2 separate regions of the Sus scrofa genome follow, and region 2 is linked to region 1. Evidence: chromatin contacts called from public promoter capture Hi-C data. All regions are on one chromosome and are shown on one strand. The core of a region is the stretch at or near the end of the contact, and the rest is flanking DNA. Distances in the headings are between cores, read along the strand shown.

Region 1 (3,237 bases), core at 212-2,711:
TTTTAGACAATACATTTCAGTTTCACTTCACAGAAGAGAGGGAGAAGAGAGGTGGTTTGGCTGGGGGGGAAAAACACCACCAAGAGCCTTGGCACCCCCCACTGCCTGCAGTTTTTTGTTTGTTTGTTTGTTTTTTCTTAAGAGCCTCACCCAAAGCATATGGAAGTTCGCAGGCTAGGGGTTGAATCAGAGCTGCAGCTGCTATCCCACACCACAGCCACAGCAATGCAGGATCCCAGCTGCGTGTTCGACCTACACCACAGCTCACGGCAATGATGGATCCTTAACCCACTAAGCAAGGCCAGAGATCGAACCTGCATCCTCATGGATACTAGTCGGATTCGTTTCCTCTGAGCCACGACTGGAACTCCCAGCCTGCGTTTTTTAAGTTCAGCAACAAGAAACCAACATGGACACTAACCACTACAATGACAGAATCAGAGCAGAGTATTAAAATGGAAATAACCTAGAGAAGACAAAAATTAGGTAGAATATTTCCTAGGTGAGAGACTGAGTCAGAAGAAATGGATAAGGAAAGAACTGTTGAGAAAGTTTCCCTGTACAATGTAAAGGTACAGGATAGAGCCACAGCATTAAATAATAATCTAAGATGACACCGATGTTCTGGCTTGGGTGAACAAGTATGTAGCAGTTGCCATATGGAAGTAAAGAGATATACTTGGGAGCAGACGTTGAGGTGAACGGAGAGACAAGAATTGTGTATTAGACAAGTCGTGTTAGTTTGAGTCTGTACAGGATTTCCAAACACTAATGTTGAGTGTAAAGCTCAGGTCTAGAGACAGGAGATTAATGACATCAGTTTTCTTAATGTTGCTTCCGGCCTCACCCCAGTTTAACTTTCTTATTTCAAAAGTGATGCTCAAAACTGAACATTGGGAAGAAAATGTCTCCCTCTCGAGACACAAAACACCAAAAGTCTTTTAACTATCGCTACGGCCGCACCACCTGCATCCTTTCGCCCCTGTGAACCGTAACATCAGAAGTCTCCTTGTCAGAACCAGAGAATTCCTGGGCCGGATCCCTCCGAGCCCACCTAGAGAAGATCGCAGGGGTCCTTACCTCTGCCGGACCGTGGATCCTGCCGCCCGGGCGGCCACTGCTTTGCTGGGAGAGCGTCCTGAGGAGCCCACGTTGGTGCCACTGGGCGTCGGACCGGGCTGTGGAGGGAGACAAGGTGAGAAACGGGTTAGCGCCGCCGGCCGGCCCCCAGACCCCGGGCCCTGACGGCGAAGACCTGCACCGGGGCCTGGGGGAAGCAAAGGAGCCGCGGAAGAAGGACAAAGCATACGGCAAAAATCAGGGCGCATGGGAGAAGCCGGGACAAGAAGGCAAGGCTGGGGCCACATACCATGCTGGAAACTGGAGAGAAGCAGGCAACTGAAGTTGATGGCGGGGAAACGGTAGAGCCCTCAACAGACCAGCGGCCGGAGAGACTGATTCTGGTCCCGCCCCCGGACCTGCTGGCAGGGTCCTCGCTGACTCCAGGGACGCCTGGGCTGTCCGACTATGTGCCTGGAGGAATTTTAGTACAGGCGACTTAGTGCTGTATAGGAATTACAGACTTCCTATCTTTTCACTTGGATCACAGAGTCCTTCCTAGAGTCCAGTCTCTGCCAGTGGGAGATCCCAGCCATGGTCAGACGAGAAATTTCCTCCGGCAGTTACTAGTTGCCCACAGATTCGCGCTGATGTGGCCTAACCAACGCGCACACCGCGGGGCGTGGTCGATCCCCAGAAGGGCCCGCTGGGAGGACGGGGAAAAGAGCATGCGCGGAAGCCCTTAAGCGTCCGCGCCGAGGCGGCTTCTGGACGATGGAGGAGAATCAGGGCCAAGATGAGGACCCGGGTCCTAAGCCGTCGGTGTTGTTCCTACACCCGGACCTTGGCGTGGGCGGCGCCGAGCGGCTGGTGCTAGACGCGGCGCTGGCGCTGCAGGCCCGCGGATGCAGCGTGAAGATCTGGACCGCGCACTACGACCCGGGCCACTGCTTCGCCGAAAGCCGCGAGCTGCCGGTGCGCTGCGCCGGGGACTGGCTGCCGCGCAGCTTGGGCTGGGGCGGCCGCGGCGGCGCGGTGTGCGCCTACCTGCGCATGATTTACCTGGCGCTCTACGTGCTTTTCCTCAGCGACGAGGAGTTCGACGTGGTCGTATGCGACCAGGTGAGGTGGCCACACCAAGCCATCGCCGAGCCTCTTTTAACTCTGTATGGAGGGCGCGCTGCATGACCTCTGAATTTCTCTGTGTTGTTCGGAAACATCGAAACTGATGTGGAGCGATCAGAGTTGGGAGTGACGCTGGTGCTCGAACTTTAGTGTGAACACGTTAAAGTTGCGGATTACTTGGCCCCACCCTCGGGTGTTTTCATCCTAGACCCCTGAGGTGGTGCCCGAAATCTGCATTTTCACTAGATCGTCGATGAATCTGAAACGACGGGCCTTGGTGCTCGCTCTAAGAAAACAGGAGTATTAGAAGTCAGCCTTCAGTCACCTTTTACTTCTGAGTAACTCGTATTTCTTCCTTCTTTGCATTATTCCTGTTGACACTACTTCCAGGCCACATATGGCCCACTATAGCACGTGCAGCCGGACCACCCCACTCCTTAGCAGTGTCATGTGTTAAAAACCCCAAGCTAAACAGGTGCTGTCCCTTTCAAAACTTTAACATGGTTTCCCACTAGTCTTTGGAGAAAAGTCTGGGTTCTTTACCTTGGTAAATAATGTCCACCTGGATCTGGGCTCTAGCTATTCTAGACTCTTTTTATGTATTTTTTTTTTCCAAAAAAAAATTTTCATCTTAAAAAGTCACATTTACTGATGGAGTTGTCGTGGCCCGGGGGCCCATGAATCCGACCAACTGCAGTGGCTGGGGTTGCTGCAGAGGTGCAGGTTCTATCCCCTCCCTGAGTAGTGGGTTAAAAGATCTAGCATAGGTTGCAGCTGTGGCTGGGATTAAATCCCTGGCTTGGGAATGTACATATGCCGCAAGTGCAGCCATAAAATGAAAAAATAAAGTAACATTTACTCAGAACTAAAAATTCAAATAATATAGGAGACTACAAAAGCCCCATCCCAATTCCACTCCCTGAAGACAGCCACTGTTAATAGTTTCTCCTGCATCCTTTTCAGAAATTGTGCTTACACCAGCATTTATGTGTCTGTCCATAGATACATCTTCTTATACATAATAATTAGGATTATAACGCACCTACTATTGCA
Region 2 (3,443 bases), core at 29-2,528, 910 kb before region 1:
GCTTTTTGTAAACTTCTATAGATGAAAATCAAAACCACTTTGTTAATTAAGGAATGCTATAAATGCAAAAGTACCATCATCATCAACTAATTACAAAACAAGCCAGTGTAGTAAATGCTCCAGTAATTCTAACTATAGAAAACTAGTGGTGCTGTAGTCACAAGCAAAGAAGAGTAATTTTGATTAAATCCAAAGTGTTGATTGTTTGGTAAGTTGTCACTGATGGTGACAGTTGAGATGCTATCCAAGTAGAGAAGAGAAGCTTCCATTCAGGCAGCAGGGAAGTTGAAGGAAAGGCAAGGGGTAGGGAGAACCACAGAAGAGCCAAGTACCTCCTGATTACTTGGCAGTGATTGTGTGGCTACCACTTGGGGCATGTGCCTTGGCTGGGTTGGAGAGCTAACCCAGCTCAGGTTAAGTTCCTCAACTACTTGGCTAACGAATTTTGTAATTATTCTGTAAGAGTGATCCACGCATTAGCAGCAATCACTCTCGCACTGAGTTTTCACTTTACAACGTGCTCTTCCAGTCCATCCCATATCTATTCCGTACAGGAGCCAAAGAAACAATTAGGGTTAAGTTATTGACACATTCCACTGAAACCCAGAGAAGTGGTTCTTTTATAATGCAGGAATTAGTGCAGAAAGAAGAGGTAGCAGGCAAGGAGGCTAGTGATGGAGGTTCAGGCCACAACTCAGGCCAAGAGGCCCTTGAGTTTGAGGCAGGGGCCAAGGCGTGGCAGATTGTTTAGTGCCTCCCCAGCGATGCCCCCTCCTACTCACCCTCGCCTCCTCCAGGACTCACTTCCTAGGGGTGGCTCCAGGAGGGACGAGCCCCGCTGGCCCGACCCTCTCACCAGGTCAGGCCACTACATCCGGCTGGGATAGAGCCCACCGTGCTAAAACTAGCGGAATCCCTCAGAAGGCCGTCCCAGTCTCTCGACTGTACAGCCTTCTGGGAATTGTAGTTCTCATCTTCTAAAACACAGGAGTGCACCCGCCCTCCGCCCTTTCTATCCCACAGGTCCCCGCGCGCAGCGGAATCGGTGGACTCGGGCCAAGAGCCTGATGGGAAAAGAGTTCTGGGCGCCCGCTGTCCTGATCCTTGAAAATGGCCCAGGACTACATTTCCCTAGATGCTCCGAGGTGGGCAGGACCCGGAAGTGAGGATGTGAGAGGCCTCTCTGGAAATTGTCCCGGGTGTTCGCCGCTGGAGCTCCGGGTCGAGAGGACGAGGTGCCGCTGCCGGGAGAGTCTTCCGCTACCGCCGGCTCCCGGAGCCCAGCCCTTTCCTAACCCAACCCAACCCTCTCCAGTCCCAGCCGCCAAGGCCCGTCCCTGCCGCGGACCCCGGCTTTACCATGAATCCTGCCGTCTTCCTATCCTTACCCGACCTCAGATGCTCCCTCCTGCTCCTGGTGAGTGAGTGAAGGAATGACAGACCCTTCGACTGACTCACGGACGTCCTCCCCCGCTAGCCAAGAGGCTTACAGCTGCCCCGACTCCTGCTTTCCTATCTTTTCTTCTAGTGGCGAGGAGTGCACCTTCTCCTGCTGCCTTCATTCTCGACATCCGTCTGTCCGCTTCCCAGGCCCGGGGTTCCCAAGGCCTGAGAAACCACTGTCGGAGGTTGGGACCTGTGAACAGGAGAATTAGCCCTGAATGAAGGATCTTTGGGAGGGTGACGGCTAGTAGCGCCCCTTCCCACGGAGTTCGGAGGTTGTTTTGGTCTAAAGGGCTCGTGGACTTCGTGGTAGCCTAAGTCCAAAAGGACGGGGGATAGACCTACTGCTCCCTCCCACCCCCTCCTTTTGGGAAAAATGTGAGGCCGACAGGTGCTGGGGTCGTGTGAATCTCTCTAGAGCCCTGAAACGGTGCCCGGTTTGGCGGAGCCCTCTGTTGTGGCTTGATACGATTGGTTGGGAACCCGGAACTGGAAACTGGTCTGGTGTCCACCGGGGGAGTAAAGGTTTGAAGGGTGGAGGCTTTGATTACCAGAAAGCCTCAGCTCAGGGCCTCACTCACGTCTTGTTTCACTGCCCCCCACCTGAAATATAAGCACATTTGTTCTTTAGTGCTCCTGATTTGTGAATGACCTGGTCTTCTGTATACATACGCACTTACTCTTTAACTCTCTCACCGGCTCAGTACCATCCCATCTTGTAAAGGAATCTTCCCCTGGTCCTTCTTCCTCCAAAGTACATCTTTGTGCAACCTAAGTAATCCAAGCTGCAGGTCACATTGAGGCAAAAGTGAAAGACTAACTCCATATGATAAAATGATATACCTTTAATTGTTGTTATAATACAATACTTGAAAATACTTTAATCAGTTTATTTTTTAAAAGCTGAATTTAAGGTGAACATTAAGTCATAATCACTCTTTATATTGTGAGAAACATAATTGACATATAGCTGGTTACTGGCAGAACTGGAATTTGAAGCAGGTCTATGGACTCTCAGTGCTTATTCTACCATATTATGTTAAATTTTTAATATTTGCGTTTGAAATAATTTCTCTCTCTCTATACCTTCTCTTCTTGTTTCCCCTTCTCTTCTCTGTGCTTCCTCTTTCTTTGTGATTTCCAAATCATATGCAAAAGCCATACACAGTACTTGAACCTTTTCAGAGAAAGTATTATAAAAAACTAAAGTGGATGTCATAGTTCTTCCTAGAACTAAAAGTTGAATATGAACATGGTAGTGCTAAATGATAAAAGTGTCTTATTGTCACTTAAAACTAAAAGTAATGAGTAGCTTCTGTGTAGAGGAAAATACTCTTTGTAGAGCTGTTTCTAGGCAATTGCATTATATACTGTGGGTCTCTCCTTCCAAAAATACTGAAGTAGTACTCATTGTTATTAGAGACCATTCTCTCTTTAAGGATAATAGATAGTAGTCTTTTCCTTACCCATAAAAGGGTCAGAATTATGAGTTCTCTGCCAGGAATTACTTTTAGGATACAAAAAAAAAAGGGTAAAAATCTTAAGAGATTAGAAAGAAAAGTTGAAATACTGAATAGAAAAATTACATCAGAGTCACCATTTATTTGTAGAGCTAAGTTGAAGGAAAAAGAATTTGAAATAACTCATCCTTTTTATAGAAAACCTGCAAATCCTGTTAAGCATGAAAAAGAATTTTTTCTAATATAAAATCTAGTTAATGTACACTTATTTCTTTAAGTAAATGTAGAGGAATAGAAGACATTTTAGAGAATAAATGTACAGGTTAATAAGCTGCCAAATAAAGCCCAAGAAAAGGTTTAGTAACCCAGAGTTACAAGTTGAGCTAGATTCAGTTTGGGTGTTTTTAATGTTTACTGAAGTAGTTTTAATAATACGCTAGTTAGCAAATATTTATAGAATGTCTGTCTAATCACAATTTGAATTACTTATCTAACTAGCAGTTCTGTTCTAGTGATGGAACTTGCTTATTCTATATCTCA

The links. Promoter capture Hi-C pulls out the DNA fragments that hold promoters and counts their contacts.
Region 2: a contact with region 1 is called in a promoter capture Hi-C map of liver, with 4 times the contacts expected there. The contact joins the promoter of ERP44 here to the promoter of SEC61B in region 1. A contact is called at or near these places in 2 of 5 promoter capture datasets (fetal skeletal muscle and liver), 3 of 47 Hi-C or Micro-C datasets (heart right ventricle, psoas muscle and skeletal muscle) and 2 of 2 datasets of contacts at active chromatin or transcription factors (alveolar macrophages and skeletal muscle).

Annotation. Positions count from the first base shown.
Region 1 is chr1:240,983,397-240,986,633 of Sscrofa11.1, reverse strand. It overlaps SEC61B (Sec61 translocon beta subunit), which reads right to left and starts at 1,461. Exons shown (of 4, transcript NM_001243825.1): 1 at 1,370-1,461; 2 at 1,081-1,178. The coding sequence starts at 1,372. ALG2 (ALG2, alpha-1,3/1,6-mannosyltransferase) reads left to right here and starts at 1,818. Exons shown (of 2, transcript NM_001101029.1): 1 at 1,818-2,181. The coding sequence starts at 1,834.
Region 2 is chr1:241,895,267-241,898,709 of Sscrofa11.1, reverse strand. It overlaps ERP44 (endoplasmic reticulum protein 44), which reads left to right and starts at 1,278. Exons shown (of 12, transcript NM_001137629.1): 1 at 1,278-1,417. The coding sequence starts at 1,361. It overlaps INVS (inversin), which reads right to left and starts at 1,025. Exons shown (of 17, transcript XM_021066620.1): 1 at 783-1,025.